2 separate regions of the Ovis aries genome follow, and region 2 is linked to region 1. Evidence: chromatin contacts called from public Hi-C data. All regions are on one chromosome and are shown on one strand. Each heading gives the region's core, a stretch centred on a gene start, on an enhancer-like site or on the middle of the called end of the contact. The rest is flanking DNA. Distances are from core to core; before and after follow the strand shown. Region 1 has its middle 16 kb from the start of DES. Region 2 overlaps ASIC4 (acid sensing ion channel subunit family member 4).

Region 1 (4,467 bases), core at 1,455-3,954:
TCTTCCCTCCCACTCAGCCACACGGAGAAGCCATAAACACTCATATGCAAGGATTAACTCTGTGTGTGGTGTCTGGGACACTTGCACAACTCTTGGTGGCTGTGTTTGTGTCTCTGTTAAGATTGTGGGGCTTGCTACACAGCCAGTGTTCAATAAATATCGATGGATGGAGGAAGGAAGGAAGAAAAGAAGGTGGGGAGTGGGGAGAGGGGGAGGGAGGAAGGAAAGATAAAACAAAACACTCATCTGTCACAGCACAGAAGTAGATAGCTGGAAGAGGTACACTGTTCTCCGTTAGAGTCTGGGATGTGGGCAGCATGAGGGGTCTCAGGCCAGATCCCACATGCCCAGGTCAAAGAAGATTGGATGCTCTCCATCACCCTATCTCCCTGTCACAGGGCCTTGGGCCCCCAAGCTTGGCGACTGTCTGGAGACAGTGTCTGTCGAGGCTGTAACCTTCCTGGGATAAAGCTCTGCTCCTAGTCTCTTAAGGCCTCTGTAAAAGGAAAGATAACGTGAAGAAGCCGGGGAGGGCTGAATAAGCCTGATCCGGAGGTAGGGCTGGCTTGAGTTAGTTCCTGGACCAGCAAAGGAAGGACCCCCGAAGCACACCGGAAGCCTGCAGTTTTTCCACACAGCCACTGGAGGGCACTTCAACCTTGAAATAGCAGTTGTCCGCCTCAAGTCTTTAGAGAGCCCAAATTCAACAAACGTTTTAAAATTATCACAATCATGATAGCTCTCCTGGCTGAATATCCAGTGAGGGCCTCAACGCCTTAAACATATAGCATCTCGTTTAATATTCACTACGATTATGGCTAATTAGCTATTTAGGAAAAATTGAGGCTTAAAGGAGCCAAAAAATTTACCTAAACTCCCCTGCTGCTGCTGCTGCTGCTAAGTCGCTTCAGTCGTGTCCGACTCTGTGTGACCCCAGAGACGGCAGCCCACCAGGCTCCCCTGTCCCTGGGATTCTCCAGGCAAAAACACTGGAGAGGGTTGCCATTTCCTTGTCCAATGCATGAGAGTGAAAAGTAAAAGTGAAGTCACTCAGCCGTGTCCGACTCTTAGTGACACCATGGACTGCAGCCCACCAGGGTCCTCCGCCCATGGGATTTGCCAGGCAAGAGTACTGGAGTGGGGTGCCATTGCCTTCTCCAAACTCCCCTAGCTAAATGCAATTTGGGAATAAGAACTTGAACCCAAGCCCTTGGACACCCATCATAAACAATGAATATACATGAAGCTGAAAAGGAGACTGGACAGAAGCAGAGTCTGCTACACAAATACTGTCACTGAACAATTTACACATACATGAAGTTGGAAGATGGCTTACAGATACTTTGTACATTTTACATGGTATTGTTCCTTTTTTCCCCGCTGGAAATGATGTTATTGAATAAATGAAGTGTTTCACAATTTATATGATGTCTTAACTTGGAGGAAATGAAATCATTGTAATACAAGGCAGTTAAAGATAGTTTCATCAAACACTTAAACAGCACTTAGCATTCACTGGGAACTGTTCTAACCACCTTGTGTCAGGTAACTCATAGCCACTCTGTGAGGAATGCACTATTATGATCCCCATTTACAGATGACGAAATGGAGACTTGGAGAGGGAAGCAACCTGCCCATGGCCTCATGGCTGGTTTCAGCCAGACCTGGGATCAGCGGCCCAGGCAGTCTCCGGAATGAATTTGGGAAACCAGGCTGGAGCTGGCCCTTGAGAGAGGAGAGGGTAAGAGTTTCCCAGGAAGTGCGCTGTGGAGGGGAGGGTGTTTCAGGCGGAGGGAATTAGCACCAAGCGACAGCTCCGACTAGCTAGGGAAATAGGCGGTCAGCAGTCGGGATCTTCTCAGGCCTGGGCTACGGAGGCCAGATGGCGAGGCTTGCACAGCCAGAGCTCCCTGGGGCCTCCTAAGGCTGGGGAAAAGAAGAGGGGTACAGCAGGAGTGCCTGGGATGGGGCCAGGACGGGGGTGCTCCGGTGCAGGGACGAGCCGAGCCGCCCTGCCCCCACCCCACCCCTCTCCAGGGACTAACAGTTTGGGAAGTGCGGCGTGTGCTCAGGAAACGGTCGGATTGGATTACAGCGAAGATTAAAGGAGCTAAATTGGGCTTGGGGCTGGGGGAGGTGTCAGAGAAGGGAGCTGCAAAGGGCCTGCGGGGGGACGACCAGGAGAGCCTGCCGGGAGATCGGGGTGGGGGCAGGGATCCCACATCGGGCCGGAAGCCCTCTTGACCCCAGTAAGGCTGGAATGTGGGATCACCAAGCCAGGGCCTTCTCACTTTGATGGAGCTGGGGGAGGGGAGGGGCAGAGACCCGGACAACCCGAGAGGGAGTTGGCGGGCTGAGCCCCTGGGAGATGTGGACACAGACCTAGAGGTCGAGGAGGCGGGGAGAGAAAGAGGAGTGACCTGGAGGGGAGAGGAGGCGAGCTGAGACCAGAGATGGGGCCAGAGATCGGGGTGGGGGGGGGGCGGGGGAGGGTGGGGGGGGACAGAGGGGGAGCGGGAGGTGGGGCGGGGGGGACGGGGGTGGGGGTGGGGGGCGGGCAGGGGCGGAGACCGCCTGAGCTGAGACAGCTTCTAGCGATTCCAGCTTGTCCGGCTGGCAAGTAGGGGGCACAGGTTGCCTGTCCAGAGTTGGTGGGGAACCCGTTGCACTCCACAGAGAAGCAGCTGGAACTGGGGCCCCCTCGGAGCGCCCTCCTGCCGTCCTCGCCCCCACCTTTTCCATTCCCTACCCCAGCCTGAGTGGCAGCACCGGCTGTGGCCCCTCCTAGCCCCCAGGGCAGGTGGTCAGTGGTCTATTCTGGTACCCAGGGTGGCTGGGGAGCCAGAAGAAAGGAGGAGGAAGTGGGGGTGGGGGAGGGTGTGCTGGCTGTTCTTTTCGAGGCTAGATGGAGAGGGGTCAATGGGGAGGGCTCTTTGGGACAGTAGGGGAGGTAGATTCTGACCACTGCCGGCTGAGGAGAAAAAATATTTGCTGTTTTCAACGAATTGTATCTCTCAGGACCTTTAAAATTGGGAAGCAGAATGTATGCCTGGCCTGAGAGCCAGGGCAATGGGATCCCCAGCAGCTGACAGTGGACCCCAGAGTTTCTTTACAACTTTGAGGACACTGGACCAAGCCCAGCCCCCAGTCCCAGTCTTCCAGGCAGCCTCTCGGAGAGAATTGTGGGTGCTGTTGTCCCAAACCTCCTCCCAGGCCAGCGGGGGGCAGTCTGGGGCCAGGGTGCACTCAGGGGAGCTTCTCCAGCCTGTGGGAGAGCCCCAGCGCCTGATCGGCCTCAGGGGGGGCAGAGGGCAGAAGGGCCCCTGTATTTCCCAGATAGGAAATTAGTGCTCCACCCCAGCTTCTGTGAGATGAAGGCCAGAGTCTGCTGCTCTTTCCAAGCCCAGCCCCCTATCTGAGGGGAGTGGGGTTGGAGAGAGAAGCAGGGCCGAATGTCGAGAGGGACTTGTCTACTGGGCACGGGACTTTTCAGTGGAGATCCCCAGCTAGGGCCAAGTTAAAAGGGGAAGGACCCAGAGCTGAGCCTGCCAACTCGGTTTATGGCAAGGCCTTAGTGACCACACAGAGAAATGAACTGGGTTTCTAGGAACCATGGGCTAAGATTTGAACCTTAGTTCAAATCCAGACTTTGTTTTTACTTCCTGTGTAACCTTAGGGAACTAACCCAGCCTCTCTGAGCATAATGCCTATAACTGAAAAATGAGGTTAATAGTTACTTCCCAGTGTTGAAGATTAGAGAGAGTGATTTTACATAGCAGGTATCCAGAATACCATGCCAAATATACAGTTCAGTTCAGTTCAGTTCAGTCCCTCAGTCGTGTCCAACTTTTTGTGACCCCATGGACTGCAACATGCCGGGCTTCCCTGTCCATCACCAACTCCCGGAGCTTACTCAAATTTATGTCCGTTGAGTCGGTGATGCCATTTAACCATCTCATCCTCTGTCATCCCTTTCTCCCCCAACTTCAATGTTTCCCAGGATCGGGGTCTTTTCCAGTGAGTCAGGTCTTCGCCTCAGGTGGCCAAAGTATAGGAGTTTCAGCTTCAGCATCAGTCCTTCCAGTGAATATTCAGGACTGATTTCCTTTAGGATTGACTGGTTGGCTCTCCTTGCAGTCCAAGGGACTCTCAAGAGTCTTTTTCAACACCGCAGTACAAAAGCATCAATTCTTCCACACTCAGCTTTCTTTATAATCCAACTCTTATATCCATACATGACTACTGGAAAAACCATACCTTTGACTAGACAGACTTTTGTTGGTAAACTAATGTCTCTGCTTTTTAATATGCTGTCTAGGTTGGTCATAGCTTTTCTTCCGAGGAGCAAGTGTCTTTTAATTTCATGGCTGCAGTCACCATCTATAGTGATTTTGGAGCGCCCCAAAATAGTCTCTCACTGTTTCCATTATTTCCCCATTGATTTGCCATGAAGTGATTATACCGGAT
Region 2 (4,467 bases), core at 497-2,996, 130 kb after region 1:
TCCAACAGCTGGTGGGCCTCTGGGGATCCTGCCCTCCCCCACTGCACTTGGTGCCTCTGTGTTGCAGACTCCCTGGGTGGGGGCTCCGGAGGCCCGTGTTTCTGTCCTACCCCCTGCAACCTGACCCGCTACGGGAAAGAGATCTCCATGGTTAGGATCCCCAACAGGGGCTCGGCCCGGTACCTGGCAAGAAAATACAATCGCAATGAGACCTACATACGGTATGTGTGTGTGTGTGTATGTGTGTGTGTGTATGTGTGTAATGGAGACCACCCTCAATAGGTCTAGTATATGATGGAGACTAGGAATGGATTGCAGCTTTGTTAATAATGAGTGTTCTGCCAGGAATACCTTTTAGGATCTTGATCTGTTTTTTTTCTAACTAACCCCTGCCCACCCCAAGTCACATCCATTGTCTCTGCCTCCAGGGAAGCCCTTCAGAGCCCAGATGCCTTTCATTTGAGCTCCCACAGCATGCTGTCTGTATCTCTATCGTTGCGTAAGCCTGCTGTTTTAGAACCCTCTGTTTGTGTGTCTTTCTGCCCCAGCAACCTGGGAACTGTTCAGTGCACGTCCAGTTCTGTGCAGAGCGAGAGGAGCTGGAAGGGATGGGGGAGGAGCCAGGTGGCCCACAGGTGGCCCCACTGAGCCCTGGATCTGGTTCCCTGCAGCCAATCTACAAATGCTGAGCATCCTCTGGGTGCCAGGCCCAGTGCTGGGCCCTGTGGGGACAGAGTTGTGCATAACTCCTGCCACAGTTTGTGGATGAGGCCTTGTTTGAGAGTGTTCTTAGGCCCCCAGGAGAGACGACTGCGGGTGGGGTAAAGGGAGCAGGGGAGGCATGAGCTGGGCCTCTGTGGACCCCGGGTTTGGGTCCATGAGAAGAGGAGGGAGGGGGGAATCCCAGTTAGAGATGTGTGGGATGCTGCAGAGACCAGCCTGAGCGTCAGGAAGGCTGTGTGGAGAGAAGCAGATAAGAGTGCAGTTTGGACAAGAACGTACAGTGCAGCGGATCATGGGCAGTCTTGAAAGTCTGGAAGAGGAATTATGGAGTGGACTGCAGGGTAATAGGGAGCCACTGAAGGTTCTATGGGGCTTCTCAGGTGGTGCTAGGGGTAAAGAACCTGCCTGCCAATGCAGGAGACACAAGAGACTCAGGTTTGATCCCTGGGTCAGGAAGATCCCCTGGAGGAGGCCACGGCAACCCATTCCAGTGTTCTTGCCTGGAGAATCCCTTGGACAGAGGAGCCTGGCAGGCTATAGTCCATAGGGTTGCAAAGAGTCAGACATAACTGAAGCAAATTAGCATGCACGCGCGCCCACACACACGAAGGTTCTACAGAGGTACGGGGATGAGGCAAAGTGAATGTTATTTGCTGCTTTAGAGAAGGCTGGAGGGAAGGCAGGCCTGAGAGTTTTGTTTTGTTCTCCCAGGCCTTTTGCTAGCCCTCAGAACACGAAGCTAACAGGAATCTGGGCCTGCTTCTCCTCACAGCCTTTGGGAGCCTGGGGGTGATCACCAGCTTCTCTGTGCAAGGGCCTCAGATCTGGGTCTGCTGGGTCTGGGATGTCCCGCCAGCTGTCTCCTTGAGACCATGGCCCCTCAGGAATACCCTGCTTCCTGTCTCTGCAGAGAGAACTTCCTGGTTCTCGATGTCTTTTTTGAAGCCCTGACCTCTGAGGCCATGGAGCAGCGAGCAGCCTACGGCCTGTCAGCCCTGCTGGGTGAGCCTGGGCCCCGACTGCATGGGGATGGAGCAGCCCAGCCTCCTCCCTCTGACCCTGTTCTCGTGCTCCCCAGGAGACCTCGGGGGACAGATGGGACTGTTCATCGGGGCCAGCATCCTCACGTTGCTGGAGATCCTCGACTACATCTATGAGGCAAGGGATAGGGAGGGGCCTGGTGGGTAGGAGGAGGGGCTGGGGGAAAGCAGAGAGGCCCAGCAGGCTTTCTGGTAGACTTGGACTGGCAGGAAGTCAAGCTCAGGGTTCTTTACTAGCCCTCCCTCCTCCCTTGACTGGCCAGAAGGTCTGAGGGCAAGGAGGGGCAAAGAGAAGGAGGATGGGGGAGGAGGGCTGGGGTGTCCCAGTGAGGCTTTGCTGGGGCAGCAAGTCCTATGTGGCACCCTGAACCCCAAGGTGTCCTGGGACCGACTGAAGCGGGCGTGGCGTCGCCCCAAGACCCCCCTCCGGACCTCTACTGGGGGCATCTCCACTTTGGGGCTTCAGGAGCTGAAGGAGCAGGTGAGGATGAGTATGTAGTCAGTGCTCTCTCCCAGGACTGAATCCCCCAATAACCTCTGAACTAGCCCTCCAAGGGTGGGGTTCCTGGAGCCTCTGCCCCCCACGGACAAGGGAAGGCTGGCTGTGAGAGGCCTGGGGGCTTCACTCGATCTCTCCCTGTCCCCCTCCCTCTTCACCTTGCAGAGTCCCTGCCCAAGCCGGGGCCGTGCTGAAGGCGGGGGTGCCAGCAGCCTGCTCCCCAACCACCACCACCCCCACGGACCCCCAGGAAGCCTCTTTGAAGACTTCGCTTGCTAGGATGGTGCTGTGTCCTAAAGGACCCAGAAGTCTGGGACTCCTTCCTGGATCCCCACTGTGGACTCCAGCTCCCGGGACAGGAGGCCGGGGGAGTGGGGGCCCGAGGCTTAGGGAGCGAGGGTGGTGCCCACTGGAAGAATGGGGCCTCTCACTCACCCTGGTGCCAGCTGCTTTGCACAAGGCTTCCTCTTGTGCACACCCTCCACCCCCAGGCTGGTGACCAGGGAGAACTGGAGACTAGGACGTGGGCCCCTGTGGAGGAGAGAAGGGGTAGGGAAAGAAGGAGGGAGGAGGAGGACGAGGCCCACCCTAGCAGGCGTGGAACCCTCTGTACATTTGTATATATTCAGGGAGGACAGGGTGGGGATAGGGTGCTGATGTAGAAGGTGGGTGGGGCGATGGTGATAGGGGTGGGTGGTTTAGGGACAGCCAGGGTCCCAGCCCTGCAGTGTCAGCAGGAGGCCAAGCCCCTCAGGACTCAGGACAGCTGGGCTGGTCCTGCTTCCTGCCCTGCTCCAGACCCGGCTCCCCTTTCGGCAGAAGAGTGGGTGATCCAGCCGGTCTGGCCCAGCTCCCAGTTTCCCCTGCCCCAACTGCACTCCCCGAAGCCTGCGCCACAGGGAGCAGTAGCTCTTGCAGACCTTGGCTGAGCTTGGGGGTGGGAAAGGGGGCTTCCTCAGGCCTCTCTGCTTCTGATCTGGTTTTATAAAGTGCTGACAAAATTGGGAATAAAGAGGTATTAAGAATTCTCTGTGTGTATATGTGACTAAGCTGGGAGCTGGGGCGTGGCAGGGCACACTCATGACTTGGTCCCTTGGAAGAGGAAATCCTGGCCCCAGCCAGCACCAGGGAGCCTCCATCCTCAGTCCTCCCTGCCCCCACGCCCACCTTTCAAAGACTCAAGCACCACTAGTCCACACTCAGCCAGTTTATTAAAGTCAGGGAGCTTCATCAGGAATGCAGAGGGGAGAAGATGGGAGATGCCCCACCCTCCTCTCTCAGCTATCCTTCTCCAACAACTCATCTGCAGCCCAGACCCCCTGGGCTGACCCTAGGAGGTGGGGCTGGCGTCAGGCAGACTGCACTGCATAAATACTCGGAGGCCACAGCCTGAATCAGCAGCGTCAAGGGGCCAGGGAGACGGAATTTGGGGCAGAAAGAGGTGGCTCCAAGGGTACCTCTTCCCAGGCTTGCTCTGAGCCCGAGGGCGACCCCAAGCCAGAGAGAGGGGGGCCCCTGGGGTCCGGGGCTGCGGCCAGCCCTATCCTGCGAGTCTGGCAGGTGGCTCCGGGTGGCTGAGGGAGGAGCGGGGAGGGGCGCCGCCTTGCCGGGTTCCGGGGGGGCGCAGGGCGGCGTCAGGTGCTGTTGCCCTGCTCCTGCTCGAAGAGCAGCATGGCCAGCTGCGTGCGGGAGCCGAGGCTCTCGAGCGCACTCTGGCGGCAGCGGTGGTATAGGTCCTCGCTGAGCCGCGCGCTGCACGTCTGCGCCCGATAGCGCTGCAGCAACGCTGGCTCCACCGCCCGCAGCACGTGCAGGCTGGAGAAACGCAGGAACAGCTCGTACACATCCAGGCTCTCCATCAGCTCCTCCTCCTGGTCTGAGGACGCTGCCAGCCGTGCTCGGGCCGCCACGTAGTCGGAGTTGTAGAAGCAGGCCTCGGTGGCCGCCTGGCGATCGAAACGGCCTGTGTCGCGGCCCAGTTCGGGGGGTCCTGGGCCTTGGGGTGGGGCCACGGCCGGGTGGAAGGCCTGGAAGTGCATGGGAAAGAAGGCCTGCCAGCCAGAGATGGCATGCATGCGGCAGCGGTTCAGGAAGTCAGGCGTGAGCACCGTGTCTGGCCCGGCCAGCAGGAACAGCGTGTCCAGCGGGTGCTTCTTGGAGAGGAGATCCATGAGGCGCAGTGGTGAGGGTGCAGCTGTCTGCACG

What was found. Hi-C and Micro-C count contacts between places; a contact is called where the count stands out from the background.
Region 2: a contact with region 1 is called in a Hi-C map of liver, with 4 times the contacts expected there. The contact joins two enhancer-like sites. A contact is called at or near these places in 5 of 16 Hi-C or Micro-C datasets (liver, mixed tissues, muscle and 1 more).

The regions. Positions count from the first base shown.
Region 1 is chr2:221,327,142-221,331,608 of ARS-UI_Ramb_v3.0, forward strand. No RefSeq gene overlaps it. Among named protein-coding and RNA genes, the nearest start is that of DES, 16 kb to the right of the region's middle. Within about 2 kb of position 2,705, at least 14 of the 54 cell types and tissues checked have an H3K27ac peak or open chromatin away from gene starts, as enhancers often do.
Region 2 is chr2:221,456,520-221,460,986 of ARS-UI_Ramb_v3.0, forward strand. ASIC4 (acid sensing ion channel subunit family member 4) reads left to right here. Exons shown (of 11, transcript XM_027965232.2): 7 at 68-221; 8 at 1,634-1,725; 9 at 1,802-1,881; 10 at 2,140-2,244; 11 at 2,428-3,287. The coding sequence ends at 2,541. CHPF (chondroitin polymerizing factor) reads right to left here. Exons shown (of 4, transcript XM_027965230.3): 4 at 3,455-4,467. The coding sequence ends at 3,897. Among named protein-coding and RNA genes, the nearest start is that of CHPF, 6.6 kb to the right of the region's middle. Within about 2 kb of position 1,747, at least 4 of the 54 cell types and tissues checked have an H3K27ac peak or open chromatin away from gene starts, as enhancers often do.